Linked DNA regions of Sus scrofa: all the other regions are linked to region 2. The links are chromatin contacts, called in public Hi-C and HiChIP or PLAC-seq maps. All regions are on one chromosome and are shown on one strand. Each heading gives the region's core, a stretch centred on a gene start, on an enhancer-like site or on the middle of the called end of the contact. The rest is flanking DNA. Distances are from core to core; before and after follow the strand shown.

What was found. Hi-C and Micro-C count contacts between places; a contact is called where the count stands out from the background. HiChIP or PLAC-seq counts read pairs in DNA pulled down with a chosen protein or histone mark.
Region 1: a contact with region 2 is called in a Hi-C map of liver, with 6 times the contacts expected there. The contact joins the promoter of CEBPB here to the enhancer-like site in region 2. A contact is called at or near these places in 5 of 5 promoter capture datasets (fetal liver, fetal skeletal muscle, liver and 1 more), 38 of 47 Hi-C or Micro-C datasets (adipocytes, adipose tissue, alveolar macrophages and 17 more) and 2 of 2 datasets of contacts at active chromatin or transcription factors (alveolar macrophages and skeletal muscle).
Region 3: an H3K27ac HiChIP or PLAC-seq map of skeletal muscle shows a contact between it and region 2. The contact joins two enhancer-like sites. A contact is called at or near these places in 2 of 2 datasets of contacts at active chromatin or transcription factors (alveolar macrophages and skeletal muscle).
Region 4: an H3K27ac HiChIP or PLAC-seq map of alveolar macrophages shows a contact between it and region 2. The contact joins two enhancer-like sites. A contact is called at or near these places in 2 of 47 Hi-C or Micro-C datasets (embryonic fibroblasts and epiblast stem cells) and 2 of 2 datasets of contacts at active chromatin or transcription factors (alveolar macrophages and skeletal muscle).
Region 5: an H3K27ac HiChIP or PLAC-seq map of alveolar macrophages shows a contact between it and region 2, with 5 times the contacts expected there. The contact joins two enhancer-like sites. A contact is called at or near these places in 1 of 5 promoter capture datasets (liver), 8 of 47 Hi-C or Micro-C datasets (blood, embryonic fibroblasts, liver and 3 more) and 2 of 2 datasets of contacts at active chromatin or transcription factors (alveolar macrophages and skeletal muscle).

The regions. Positions count from the first base shown.
Region 1 is chr17:51,721,287-51,723,986 of Sscrofa11.1, reverse strand. It overlaps CEBPB (CCAAT/enhancer binding protein (C/EBP), beta), which reads right to left and starts at 1,354. Exons shown (of 1, transcript NM_001199889.1): 1 at 314-1,354. The coding sequence starts at 1,354. The coding sequence ends at 314.
Region 2 is chr17:51,972,877-51,975,576 of Sscrofa11.1, reverse strand. No RefSeq gene overlaps it. Among named protein-coding and RNA genes, the nearest start is that of PTPN1, 43 kb to the left of the region's middle. Within about 2 kb of position 1,441, at least 14 of the 83 cell types and tissues checked have an H3K27ac peak or open chromatin away from gene starts, as enhancers often do. A contact at or near this core is called in adipose tissue, alveolar macrophages, fetal liver and 3 more, where this site is marked.
Region 3 is chr17:51,786,772-51,789,471 of Sscrofa11.1, reverse strand. All of the region lies in intron 1 of LOC110257431 (a long non-coding RNA gene), which reads right to left. Among named protein-coding and RNA genes, the nearest start is that of CEBPB, 65 kb to the right of the region's middle. Within about 2 kb of position 1,326, at least 6 of the 83 cell types and tissues checked have an H3K27ac peak or open chromatin away from gene starts, as enhancers often do. A contact at or near this core is called in alveolar macrophages and skeletal muscle, where this site is marked.
Region 4 is chr17:51,752,481-51,755,180 of Sscrofa11.1, reverse strand. No RefSeq gene overlaps it. Among named protein-coding and RNA genes, the nearest start is that of CEBPB, 31 kb to the right of the region's middle. Within about 2 kb of position 1,315, at least 26 of the 83 cell types and tissues checked have an H3K27ac peak or open chromatin away from gene starts, as enhancers often do. A contact at or near this core is called in alveolar macrophages and skeletal muscle, where this site is marked.
Region 5 is chr17:51,820,095-51,822,831 of Sscrofa11.1, reverse strand. The region is part of intron 1 of LOC110257431 (a long non-coding RNA gene); the gene reads right to left. Among named protein-coding and RNA genes, the nearest start is that of CEBPB, 99 kb to the right of the region's middle. Within about 2 kb of position 1,426, at least 41 of the 83 cell types and tissues checked have an H3K27ac peak or open chromatin away from gene starts, as enhancers often do. A contact at or near this core is called in alveolar macrophages, liver, retroperitoneal adipose tissue and 1 more, where this site is marked.

The DNA.
Region 1 (2,700 bases), core at 105-2,604, 250 kb after region 2:
GAGAGGGGGCAGGAGGAGAGGCAGAGTTTATCATTCATCTGTACACATAGACATTTCTTCTTTAAATAACACCACGGGCGGGCGCCTCATCTGCATGTGCGGTTGGTTTGGACAAAAATATAGATATATATAATAAAATATTAAAATTACCGACGAGCTCCCCGCGCTGCCAAGTGCCCCAGTGCCAAAGTTTTGCCGGCGCCACTGGGGGCGGGGGCGGGAGCGCGGGCGCTTCCCGGAGTCACTGTGGCCGCGGCGCGCCCGGCAGCGCGGAGGCCGGCGGGCCGGCAGGGGGACGCGCGCGGGGGCCGCGCTAGCAGTGGCCGGAGGAGGCGAGCAGGGGCTCGGGCAGCTGCTTGAACAAGTTCCGCAGGGTGCTGAGCTCGCGCGACAGCTGCTCCACCTTCTTCTGGAGCCGCTCGTTCTCGGCCGTGAGCTCCAGGACCTTATGCTGCGTCTCCAGGTTGCGCATCTTGGCCTTGTCGCGGCTCTTGCGCACCGCGATGTTGTTGCGCTCACGCCGGATCTTGTACTCGTCGCTGTGCTTATCCACGGTCTTCTTGGTCTTACTCTTGACCTGCGAGGGCGCCGGCGCCGCCCCCGCGTAGCAGGCGGCTGGGGGCGCCTTGGCGTCGGCGGGGCTCGGCGTGCCGGGCGGGCTGGACGACGAGGATGTGGACAGGCTCCCGCTGCTGCCGCTCGGCACCGCCTGGTAGCCGAGGTAGGCGCGCAGCGCATACGGGAAGCCAGCCGCCATGCCTGCGGCGCCGCCGCCCGGCGCTCCGGCCTCCTCCTTCCGCTTGCAGTCCGCGGGCTCGAAGCCCGGCTCCGCCTTGAGCTCGGCCGGCTGCGGCGGCGGCGGCGGGGGCGGCGGGTGTAGGGGCGCGAAGCAGCCCGGGTGCAGCGCGTTCTTGGCGGCCCCCAGACGCCCCAGGCTCACGTAGCCGTATTCGGCCGCCTTCTTGCAGTTCTTGCCCCCGTAGTCGTCGGAGAAGAGATCGGAGAGGAAGTCGTGGTGCTGCCCGGAGGAGGCGGGCGCGGGGGCGGGCGCGGGCGGAGCCGCCTCGAAGGTGTCGGTGGCCGTGGCCGGCGCCGGGGCCTGCGGCGCGCCCAGCGGCTCCAGGTATGGGCTGAAGTCGATGGCGCGCTCGTGGTCACCGATGCTACCCAGCTCGCCGGCGGGGGGGCGCGGCCCGGGTCTGGCCGCGGGGGGCGCCGCGGGGGCCGCCTTGCCGCCGTACGCAGCAGCCAAGCAGTCCGCCTCGTAGTAGAAGTTGGCCACTTCCATGGATTTAAAGGCAGGCGGCGGCGGCAGGGGGAGACATGCTGGGTCCCAGGCCACCAGGCGTTGCATGAACGCGGGTGCCCGGGGAGGGGGCCTGGGGCTGCCCGCTCCGGCCGGCCCGCAGGTGGCGCGGCCTCCTGGCTCCGAACTGTCGCTGCTGTGTCGCTGCTGCTGCTGTTGCTTTTTCCGCTGGATTGGCCGCTATTAGTGCGGGGGCTGGTAGCTGGACCCTCGGGTGGGTCCCCTTCCCGGTCCCGTGCGCGGCTCTGACTCGCTAAAGTTTCTCCAGAGCCCGGTTATTTATAAGGCGGGCCATGGCAACGGCTGCGTCACGCCTGGCGGCCGCCCCAACCCCTCCCCGGGCACGCAGAGGACACGCTGTGGCCGCCCGAGACCCCCGGCAGGGCGGCGGTGGGGCACCGTGACCTGACTGAAGATCTGGAGCGCGCCCTTGGGGGGTCCTCCGGCTTCGGGGGCCGCCACACGCCCCCTGCCCACCCCCACCCTTCGGACTCAGGATTGGAAGCGAGAAGAGGCGCGAACCCGCCCCCGGACCGCCCCCTCTGGGCTGGAGGCTGTACTAGAAGGGAGGGGGGAATCCGGGGAGGGGGCGACGCCATCGCCTTCCCCCACCCTAAACGCGGCCGCGGCCCGCCCCCTGCTGGAGGAGGCCGTGGCTTCAAGATCAGCGGCTCTCAGCCCCAACTCCTTAAGGAGGGGACGCGCCCCAGGCGGGATCCTGGAGACCCCAAACCCCTGCTCTGGCTATTGGAGAGGTAGCCCATCTCCAAAGCCCTTCCAGGGCCCGGCCCCGCCCCTAAACTTGCCCTCGTCCCCAACTTTTGGAAGGAGAGGATTTCACGCCTATAGGGACTTCTCTCCTAAATGCGAAGACTTGTGGTTGGGGGCTTTGGGAGTGCAAGTCTGGAGCAAGCTCCACTGGAGCATCTGCCAGGGGCCCGACCTTGCCCCTCTCCTAGCCCTGCCCAGCACAGCCGCCCGCCCCCTCAGACCACACCCGGGTATTCTCCAGCCCCACCCCACTCCCACTTGGGCACCCAAAGTGTAGAAGGGGGTGTAGGTGCTAAGCTCTGACATTACTGTGTCACCTTGCGCAGGTCACTTAGCTAACCTTCAATCCTTGAAGGTCTCAAAACTTATTATTAGTTGTATTATTGTCTCCACCACAGACTCCCAAACATAAGGCTTTCTGCTCTAAGATGCACAGCAGAGAGAAGGGCCTCTCCCAGGGTGTAAAGAGGCCCAGAGGGGGCATAGCACACCCCAGGTCAGATGGCCTCATGTCCCCCACTATTCTCAAAGAAAAGCCCTGGTCCCTACACTCTCAGACCTATTTGCCACCAGAAGGCCAAAACACCTGTTTCTGAGGCTTGTGCGAAAGGAGTTCTGCCAGG
Region 2 (2,700 bases), core at 192-2,691:
AACAATGTACCTTGGAGATCTTTCCAGATCGGCACTAGGAGAGCATTCTTCACACATTCCATTGTCTGAATATAATAATTTATCTAACCAGCCCCTGGTGATAGTCATGTAGGTGATTCCAGTCTTTTGCTGCAGCAAACAATGCTGCAATTAGTATTCCCTTCACAGGAGTCTTTCCGTGTATGTGGATCTATTTCTGTGGGGATACATTCCTAGCAGCTGAACTGCCTGGTCACAGGGCAGGTGCGTTTTTAAATTTTAACACTTATTGTCCAAATGCTTTCTAAGGTCATACCTACCAATTGGCATTCAGACCATCAGCTTACGTGAGGGCTGGTTTCCCCACACTCTAGCCGACGCCTACTATGATTTGACTTCTCAATCTTTGCCCTGCTCACTGGGGAAAAAGGTGTTCACGGTGGTTGTATTCTGCAGTCCTTCCTTTTATATTAGGTTGGGGATTTAAAAATATATCTAAAGGCCATTTGTATTATTATTTCTTTTCTGGTAGCAAAGCATTCAGTCCTTTGCCTATCTTTCCATTGGATAATTGTTTCTTTTTTTCCATCTGCAAGAGCTCTTTATATAAGAAGAAATTTAGGTCTTTCTTTCTCATATATGCTACAAGTGTACCTATTTGAACATCCAGGTAAGCCAAACAAAAATGGGATCCTTCTGGGCACAAGGTTTTTGAAGCCTGAGGTTACTTGATGATATATGTGGATCCCATTCCATGTAAGTAAATATGTCTTTATAAAACAAAAATCACTCTGATGGAGTGCCCAGTGTGCCTCAGTGTAACAAACCTGACTAGTGTCCATGAGGACACTGGTTCGATCCCTCCTTGATCAGTGGGGTTAAGGATCTGGCATTGCTGTGAGCTGTAGTGTAGGCTGCAGACGTGGCTTGGATCCTGCGTTGCTGTGGCTGTGGCATAGGCTGGCAGCTACAGCTCCAATTCAACCCCTAGCCTGGGAACTTCCACATGCCACAGGTGCAGCCCTAAAAAGACAAAAAACAAAACCAAAACAAAACCAAAAAATCACTCTGAGTAGTTTGGAAGTTCATCAAATGTAAATGGTTATGGATTTGGATGTACACCAGTGTCAGAGAAGACGATTGTGAAGAGTCCCATGTGCGCTGTCTGTTTTTGTCTGTTACCTAATCTAGTCCTTCAACAACACTGAAGTGACATCATCCCCATTTTATAGGGGAGGAAACTGAGGTCCAGAAAGGTCATAGAATTTGGCTCAAGTCTTCCTGCTGCTCTGTTCAAGAGCTGGGATCCAAACGCCCAAGCCTTTGCTGCCATCTTTCATTACTTTAAATCTCTACCCTGACAACTAGTCTGGAGACTATGGCCCTGGGGTAAGTCCCCAATCTCTCCACCACTACCCAAGGCTGGGGAATTTCACGCAGTTTAGGGATGAGGCCACCAGGAGGCGCTGGGGACACATCCCTTGTTTAACTGGCTGCAGCCTGGAATGGGACGTTGTGACAGTCCAAGGTCTCTAGACATTGCCAAATCTAGACATTGCCAAATGGCCTTGGGTTTAGAACCCCTACTGTGGACCTACAGGGCCCAGGCAGTGACCGAAGTTAGTCCTGCTTAAGGTAAGAATGGCTCACACACACAGAGCCTCACATATAGGAACTTGTATTAACAAGTATTAATACCCTGGGGGTGGGGACCGACACCATCCCTGCCACAGAGATGAGAAAACTGAGGCCCAGAGAAGTTCAGTGACTTGCCCAAGGCCACACAGCCAGTAGGTGGCAGAGCTGGGGCTTGAACCCAAGTTGTCAGGCTCCAGCACCTGTGCCCTTAACCAATGTAATCTACTGTCCCTCAGAAAAGTATGCATTGCTTGGGTTTCAAATCCACAGAAATATTCTCTTGTTCCACAAAGAAATACCTTTTCTCCCAGTTTTCTTTTTATATATTTTCATTTTCCCACTTTTGATGGAAAGTCATGTACAAGAGATTTTTCGTTTTCATTATATTTGTACTGTGAGAAAAACGCCAGCCCCAGTGCCATGATAAACGGCAGCTGAGACTCAACCTCAACATGAGGGATGCACTGGGGAGTGGTGGGGACCGTGGTGTCCCAGACGGCTCAGCCTGGTTAGTCCTGGCACTTTGTTTCCTGTGGGCTGGCCCAATTTTGCAAGAGAAGGCAGAAATCTAGATTACTTATGTGAAATTTCCTAATTTTTACACAATGGCAATTAATTAAAAAGTTAAAAACCCTTGATGTCCAAATAAAACAAGTCTGAAGCCTGATTTGGCCTGAGAACTGCCAGTTTAAGACCTTCCTGAAGGGTGCATTCAAGGTCCAGGAACAAACACTTGAACTCCTAATGCCTCTGCTTTCCATGACCATTTATTTAGTTAATTCTTTTACATGTATAGTCATGCATTCATTCCATGTATGCATTCTACTCACTCACTCACTCATCCATCAATATCATCCATCCACCCACCCATCTATCCATCCATCCATCCTTTCATTCATGCATTTCACTTATCTATCCACTCATCCATTCATCCATCTACCTGTCCATCCTCCATTCATCTATCCATCCATCCATCCTTTCATTCATACATTTCACCCTCCTACATATCTATTCATTCATCCATCTATCTGTCCATCCATCCATCCATCTCTCCATCCATCCATCTCTCCATCCATCCATCCA
Region 3 (2,700 bases), core at 77-2,576, 190 kb after region 2:
AATGGAGTCACCCATTTCCCCAAAATGATGAATGATGAGTTTTTTATTTTGGTTCTTCCCCATCCCCCTTTTTTACACACAGGATTTTATTTCACCCTTGCTCCAATTCCAAATATTCTCTCATGTTTCAGGTAAGAAAACTTAGGCCTAGAAAGAAGAAATTCAGAAAGTGACTGAGCCAGAACTCCAAATCAGGCCCTTGTGACCCCAAAGCCATGTAGCCCAGGCTCACTCCTTGCTGGCAATACAGCAGGGAACTATACTGACCAAGGGACCTGCCATTGTAGTGGGGGAGACAGATGAGAAACGAGATGAATCAGTAACATGTGTGGCCTACTCCCAGGTCTCAAGGTTATAGGAAGAACTAAAGGAGGGACGGGGAGAAGGGGTACTGAGGAGGTTAAAATTTTAAGTAGGGCAGTCAGGGAAGCTCTCACAGAAGGTAACATCTGGTCAAAGACATGAAAGTGGTGAGGGAATACCACTTGAGTCTTTCATCCATTTTTGGGGAACAGTATCCAGAGCAGAGGGAACAGCAAGTGCTAAGTCTTGGAGGCAAGGAGCTGGGTGCTACTGGGGCATGAAGGAAAAGAGGCAAGGTCAGGCCATGGAGAGCTTGTAGTCCAACTGAGGAGAGCTGGGCTTTATTGTGAGAATAATGGGGAGTCATGCAAGAGTTTATAGCAAGGCAAATTGGAGATTAGGTCTGGGGTGGGAAAAGCTCCCTCTGGATTCTCCAGATGGGGCAGCAGGAGCAGGAGAGCCTATCAATGGTGGCTCAGGCCAGGAGGGGTTGTCATGGAGATGGAGATGGAGAAAAGCTATCTGGTGCTGAAGAGCTGGTCCAGGGGCTAGGAAGAGGCCCTGCTCACCTCCCTTCTACCTAGACACCCTTGAATTTAATCACCCTTGGAGGAAGCCAGCTCTCAGCCTCTGCAGAGAAAGTGCCAAGAGAGGAAGGAGAACTTTGCTGACTCATGGGCCTGGGCCTCCCAACTTCCCTTGGGGGGCAGGGGTGGAGGAAGGGGGGAATCTTAGCTCAAATGATGGGATAGGGAGGCTGTGGCAGCTGAGAGCAAATAAATAAAGTAATTACAACTGTGCTAAGTGATGGAAAGTGGTTAACAGGGTGACCTAGCGTATGGGGGTGTCATCAGGGAGGGCTTCATGGAGGAGGCAGTGTTTAAGCCAGAATCAGAACAAGTAGGAGTTTAACTAGACCAAGACAGAAGGAAGAGCGTCCCAAACAGATGGAACAGCACCTGCCAAGGCCCTGAGACTGGAAGCAGCCTAATGAGTTCAAGATTCTAGACGGGAGGCCTGGCTGGGTAAAAAGAGCCCTGTGTGGCGAGCCCAGGATAGATAGTGACCTAAGCCAGGGAACACACCCAGCCTGGTCCCTCTCATGGTCAACTCCTGGCAAAAGATTGCTCCGGCTGCCATAGAGGCTGCACTGGTGAAGATCCCCCCATCCATAAACTTCTCTGAGCATCACCACAAGCCAATAAAATAATAGGCAGGTTTGGAAGAGAAATAAAGGAGGTCCCAGAAATTGTAAGGAAGATGGGGCCCAGAGAGATTATTGACTTTGACAAGTCACACAACGAAAAGGTTGCTAAGAGCTTCCACGCCCAGCTCCAGCCTCCCTGGGTCCATCCCTGCTCCTCACTGGACCACAGAACAGCTCAACCTTGTCACACTTGGAGGGAACCCTTCAGTGGGGCAGATGGCAGAAAAGCCATTTACAGCAGCAGCTGGGCCAGTACCCACAGAGGCTAAGGGAGGGGGAGGATGGAGAGGAGGGACAAGCGGAGACACAGAAAGAGAGACAGAGGACAACGGTAAACAGAGAGGAAGGGGAGGAGAGGAGAGGAGAGGAGAGAGGAGGAAGATAGGAGAGAGACATACAGAGGAAGACAGAGATGAAAACACTTGGAGAGACAGAGAGAGGGGAGAGACAGTGAGAGGGAGGGGCTCAAGACTGAGCCAGACAGAGGAAGACACAGAGACAGAAGGAAACAGAGAGACAGAGAGGTGAACTGAGCAGGGCTGGAGGTCGGGGGGCAGGTGGACTCCAGAACCTCTGAGTCTCAGTGCCTCGAAGTCTGCAACTCTCCACTGTTGGAATTTTAAGAAACTTGCAAAGATTCCAAGGTCTGATTTTAAAGCACCAACGCTCACTCATTTGCCAAACATACATCAGCGCACCTGCTGGATGCTGCATACCAATACTGTTCCAGGAACTGAGATAAAGCCCCCAGACCCAGCCTTCCTGGAGCTGACACCCTGAGGGGACACAGGTATCTTTTTAAAATTTTTTTTAATTACTCAATGAGTTTTATTACATTTATAGTTGTACAACGATCATTACAACCCTATTTTATAGCATTTCCATCCCAGACCCCCAGCCTGTCCCCCAACCCCCCAACCTGTCTCCTTTGGAAACCATAAGTTTTTCAAAGTCTGTGAGTCAGTATCTGTTCTGCAAAGAAGTTCATTGTGTCCTTTTTTTTGATTCCACATGTAAGTGACAGCATATGATGTTGGGGGACACGGGTATCTTCAAGTGAGCAGACCCATGAACATGTTCCTCCAGAGATGAAAGCGTTGGAGAGTGAAGATAGGGAGCCATAAGCAGGTGTCACAGGAGGCCCCACTCCCAGAGGGTGGACAGGGCAGGCTGCTGGGGGCCAGCTGACC
Region 4 (2,700 bases), core at 66-2,565, 220 kb after region 2:
GTCAGGCCTGGATTCCACTGTGGGCTCCCCTGCTTATAACTATGCGGCCTTGGGTATGCCACGGTTCCTCTCTGGGTCCCGGCTTCTCTATCTGCACAACGAACATGGCAACATGCCAGCCTCATAGATTGTCGGCTGACATCTATCAGCCAGCCCAGAGTTTGTCTCAAATCAAAGAGGGGTATTGTGGGGCTGGTGATGTGTACCCTATTTGAATTCCCCCATTGCTGGGGAACTCAGTCCCTTACAGAATTGATTTTCCAGCAATAAAACTTCTCCTTATTTTGAACTAAATAAAACCTGCCTTTCCCAGGACCATCCCAGGCTGGCTGTGGAGCCCTCTCTGCCCTCTGTTCCTCCTCTGACAAATGAAATGAGGCTGCTGACCTTGCAGAGAGGGCTCAGTCATTTGACAAACATTTACTGGGCTCCTACTGTGTGCCAAGCATTGGTCTTGGCACTGGGGACACAGCAGTAAACAAGACCAACAAAGTCTCCAATATCATGGAGCTGATGTTCTATGGAGAGGAGACTGACATTAACTATACGAACCCTTAAGGAATACAACAACTAGATAATTATTTATTGGGGAAATCTAAGTATCAGAAGCATCCAAACAAGAGAGAGACATTTAGAACTTATTTTTCTCATCACCTTATTTTTAAACAACATCACTGTATGCATCAGATGATATACCCTCTCAGCTTAAAACCTTTCCGTGGCTTCCATCGTCTTCAGGATCAAGTCTACGTGCCGTAATACAGCAATAGGGCTGCATGTGATCCAGAGCCTGTGGCCCTCTGTGAACTCACCCCCTTGTCCACTCCACTCAAGCCACAATGGCCTCCTCACTGTTCCTGGAACATGCCAAGCTCTCTTTCAGTTCTCAGGCCTGCCACACAGGCTGTTCCCTCCACCTGAAGCTCTTCCTCTCACTCTCCAACTAGCCAGCTCAGGACAGTTGCCATCCTGTACCTCAGGGAAACATATCTGAGCCCAGTCTTGCCTATCAGTTTGGCTCACTTGGCCTCCTTCCCCTTATCCCTGCAAAACTCCACGCAAAACGGAAAGAAAAATAGCCAGGAAAGACCGTGAGTCATTTGTTTACAGGCCAATTAATTACTAAGCTCAAAAACTTGATTTCCATTCTTCCCTTTTTTCCCCTCTCTGCCCTTTGAGAATGTTTGGAATCCACATTGTTTCCCAATGCAAAAGTATGTCAAGATTATTTTTAGCAAACGCACATGATGGCTGAGACTGTTATTCATCCCCCCGCGTCAGTGGGGAGCCGTCCAGAGAGTATGCGGGCTGCTTAATGCTCTTCAGATGTGGCTTCTGGGAGGCCAGGATGTCTGCAATAAGCCTTGGTGGCACTGGGGTCAGTGGAACCCAAGTGGGGTCCAGGGCTGAGAAACTGGGGATAGAGGTGCTGGGCTGCAGTTTCTCCTCCTGACCAGGGGTGGCACTGTGTTGAGGAGGTGCAATTTTCCCCAAACTGGCTTATTTCCTGAACTAGCAAGTGGGGAACCTGGGTATTCCAGCGACTTGTCCCTCCACTTCTCATCTTTTGAAGAGGAGTAGGAGAAACCTAATCCATTCACCTTTGGTTCAATCAGGATGGAAAAGCCTGTTCTGTCTAGCTGATACTACTGTGGCTTCTCTGATCACTTCTCCACCCTCCTACCCCCACTCCCACCCTCCACCACTGTCAGCCAACCCTGGCCACCCCTCGCATTCTCTGAGAGCCCAGGTTGGGAAGTAGGAGCAGCCTTGTGGTGGGAACTCTTCCAAGGGCTTCCTTTCAGGATGGCTGCTTCTTGTCCCTGTCCCAGGAGCTGTAAGAAATCAACTTCCAGCAACCTCAAGGGAACAAGAAAGGACTTGTCTCCAACAGAGACTGTTACCCAGCAATACAGGTGACATTATGGCTGTGGAGTAGAAGATTGTCACCTCCAGAAGGACGGAGAGTATCTCTCATGGTCTGTGTCCCCAGGGCCTGGTCTATAGTGGGTGCTCAGTAAAGACTTAACTAAATGATTGTGACCTGAGTTCCAGGCTCAGTGTGCAAACCAGTGTTGTCACCCGTTTTTCTCAACCTCAATATCCCATCTTGCAAATAGGTAACTGACCCCTAACCCTACAGGGAGGTTTGCCAGCTCAGCTGCCTACAAGAGCCAGGCAGGGGCATAAAAGTGAAACGGGTCAGGGGCAGCTATACTGTCTGTGGGGGAGCAGCCATTCTTCAGCTCTAGCACACAGCACTTACAAGCCCAGAGTACCTGGATCTTTTCATTTCTCAAGGGAAGCCAGAAATCTGGATGTTTGCATGCAACATCCTAAATTTTCAGTGTTGGCAACTTATTTTAACTTTCAGCAAAAGCATAACACAGGCCAAACCCAACACGCCTCGAGGCCGACCCGGCCCATGGGCCGCCAGTTTGAGTCCTTGGTGGTTAGCGTTTGTGGCTCACTAGGCCTTGAACAGGCCTGTCACACCCAAGCCTGGGACAGGGGGTTGGGATGGAGAAGGTAGCACAAGCCTCACCCCATGTGGGAGTAGCTATTATCCCAGCTTATGGGAGGGCTGGGCCGGACTCGTTGGTGCTGGGGCTGTGGGCATTGCCTGCAGAGCTCTGCCTTCCACTTAATTAAGGAAGCTGATAATAATCTAGGTGGAGCGTGGAGATAGGTCGAGAATGA
Region 5 (2,737 bases), core at 177-2,676, 150 kb after region 2:
CCCTTGCTGTTACCCCTGCTGGAAATCTCTTCCCCCAGGGTCCGTTCCTTCTCCTCCTTCAGAAGTCTCTCCAGGTCACCTCCTCAGAGAAGCCCTCTCTGACCTGTGCAGCTCCCAAACACCCCTGTTTATTTCTGCCATGAAATTATCTTATCTATTCCTGTGTTTGCTCACTGATCTCTCCTCCACCTGAATGCAGGCGGAAGCCTTGTTCGCTGCTGGGTCCCCTCGAGTCTGATACAATAGGTGCTCAAGCAGCAGCTGTGGAATGAAGAGAAGAGCATCCAAGTGCTGCCTTGCCCCTGTGCACCCCTGGCCCCAGCTTGAAGTTCAGGGGCTGGGAACCAGGAGGCTCCATTCCCGCCCCAGGCAGGTGCCCCTCTGAGCCCCAGAGCCTGTCTGGTTCCCAGCCCCATAAAATCCACCACCCTCAATTTGCCCTTGGGCAGCAAAGAGTGAAGGAGGAGGATGTGGGGCCCAGAGGTTGACCTGGGCGGGGAGAAGATGCAGACTTGAAAGTCAGTGTCCACGGGCAATTTCAATGCGGCCAAATGCTATTTAAACACCATAGCCCTCATGGCTGCTCTGCCAGGTCGGGACTACTACAGTCACCCCCTATCAGTGAGGAAAGTGAGGTACAGCTGGGTGCAGCCACAGGCCCCAGGCCGAGGAGCCAGAGGAAGGTGCAGTCGAGGATCAACCCCAGCTCTGCATGATGCCAGGGTCTGTGCGTGCTCTCACCCACGCTGGTCAGTGCACAGATAGTGCATGGGCACTAGCGGATATGCCAGGCGCTGGTTCAGAGCACAGGTCCTGGAGGCGGAGCTCTGAGACCTCGGGCAGGGTACTCAGCCCCTCTATGCCTCGGTTTCCCTGCTGTGAATCAGACCCCAAGACCCCTCCCTTGTGGGGTTGTTGACCAACTGAAAGGAGAGCATCTGAGGCCCAAGAGAGCTGTTAGGATATCTTGCTGCCCTGAAATGTGGATGCCCTTGGTCCTCTCTCTGAGCCTCAGTTTCCCCATCTGGCATATGCTACTCTGCAGGGCTGTTTCGGGGCTGGCATGAGCTGTTTGCCCCATGTCTTGCACACAGTGAATGCTTAAAAGTGCTCCCTGCTGTTTACTCCAAGCCTCTGGGCCTCATTCTCCTCATCTGTAACCCCAGAAGGCAGTCCTGATCCCCCAAGACCTCTTCTAGGTCACTAGGGCAAAGAGCCAGGGGCCCCAGGGTGGCCCTGGCAGGGGGAGGGGGTTCTGGATACGGGGAGAGCCGCAGAGTGGCCAGGATCAGGAAGTTGCAGGAGGCCGGAGTGACTCACCAGCCAGCCCGGCCGAGGGGCTGGGCTGCGGCCCCCCACGCACCCCTCTGGGTCCTGCCTTGAGCCCAAAAGTGCTGTGTCATGCTCTGTCATGTGGCTCCGGGTCATTAATACTCAAGTTCTGGGAAGCTTGGGCCGAGTTCCCGGAAGGGGTCAGCCAGTTCAGTAAACAGATTGGCTGGTTGGTCGTCACAGCTGAGCCGGGCAGGCCGGCAGCTCGGGAGTCAGGAGGTGGGGACTAGTGGCCAAAGGGGGCACAGGAACCACCCCCATCCCTGTGCTGGGCTGGCGCCTCCCAGAGCAGCTTGGCCCAGCTCTGCAGATGAAAGGTGAACCTGAAGCTCAGAGAGGGCAAGGCACTTGCCAGAGGACACACAGTGGGTCCAGGGTTCAAACCCAGGAATCCGGACTCACTATCTAGTGCTCTCAGCAACTCCCTAACAATAAGCAACAGGCTCTGCATCCTCCTCACCTCCAAATCCTATCCCAGACTCTAAAGCCAGTTTGTTGGATAAAGAGAGAAACAAGTGGAAGGCAGTTTGGGAAGGAAGCTGGTTTGGGAGGATAACAGGCTGTCCCCTGTGATAGGTCCTCTAATAATAATAACACCTGCTAGCCCGTATTGAGCACTTACTATGTGCCCCTAGGCACTTAAGTGCTACTTGGACACTGAGCTAAGTGCCTTACATTAATTCACTCATGTAATATTGCAGCCACCTTTACACAAATAATCACGGCATCCTTTTTAAAGCATCTACTAACTGCCAGGCACTGAGCTGGGTAACTGATTTGCACCACCTCTAATCCTCACATCCACCCAATTAGGTAGACATTGTCCTCACGCCCCCATCAAATGAGAAAATAGGCCTGGGAAGACAAGCAGCTGTATCATTTGGTGGAAGAAAAGTGGACTCAGGGATTCAACCTTTGGCTTTGCCCCTTCCCACTGTATGACCTCACGCAAGTGATTCTCTCTCTCAGAGCCTCAGTTTACCCTCCTGATACACGGAATGATTATGGTATTCGGATCACAGGGAGCCAGACCTGGTGGGGGCACGTGACTGTCAGTGGTAGAACACAGGCTTTAAGCTGGGGCAGATCTGGGTTCTGATTTCATTCTGCTGCTTCTTGGCTGTGTGACCTTAGGAATACTGCTTAAGTTCTCTGGGCCTCCATGTCCTCTATCAAATGGATAACATGATAACACCTCCCTCATACAGCTGGCAGGAGAAATGAATGAGCTGACACTCCCAAAACCCTCCATGCAGGGCTGGGCATTCCATAGGTACTCAGCACAGGTGACTTGTTCTTGTATTTCACTGAAGCTGACTGCTGGGACAAGGGGAAAGGGTGAGAGGCTGTGGACCCAAGGACGAGGCACCCATAGTCCTTGCTGCCCTTCTGCAGCCACAAGCAA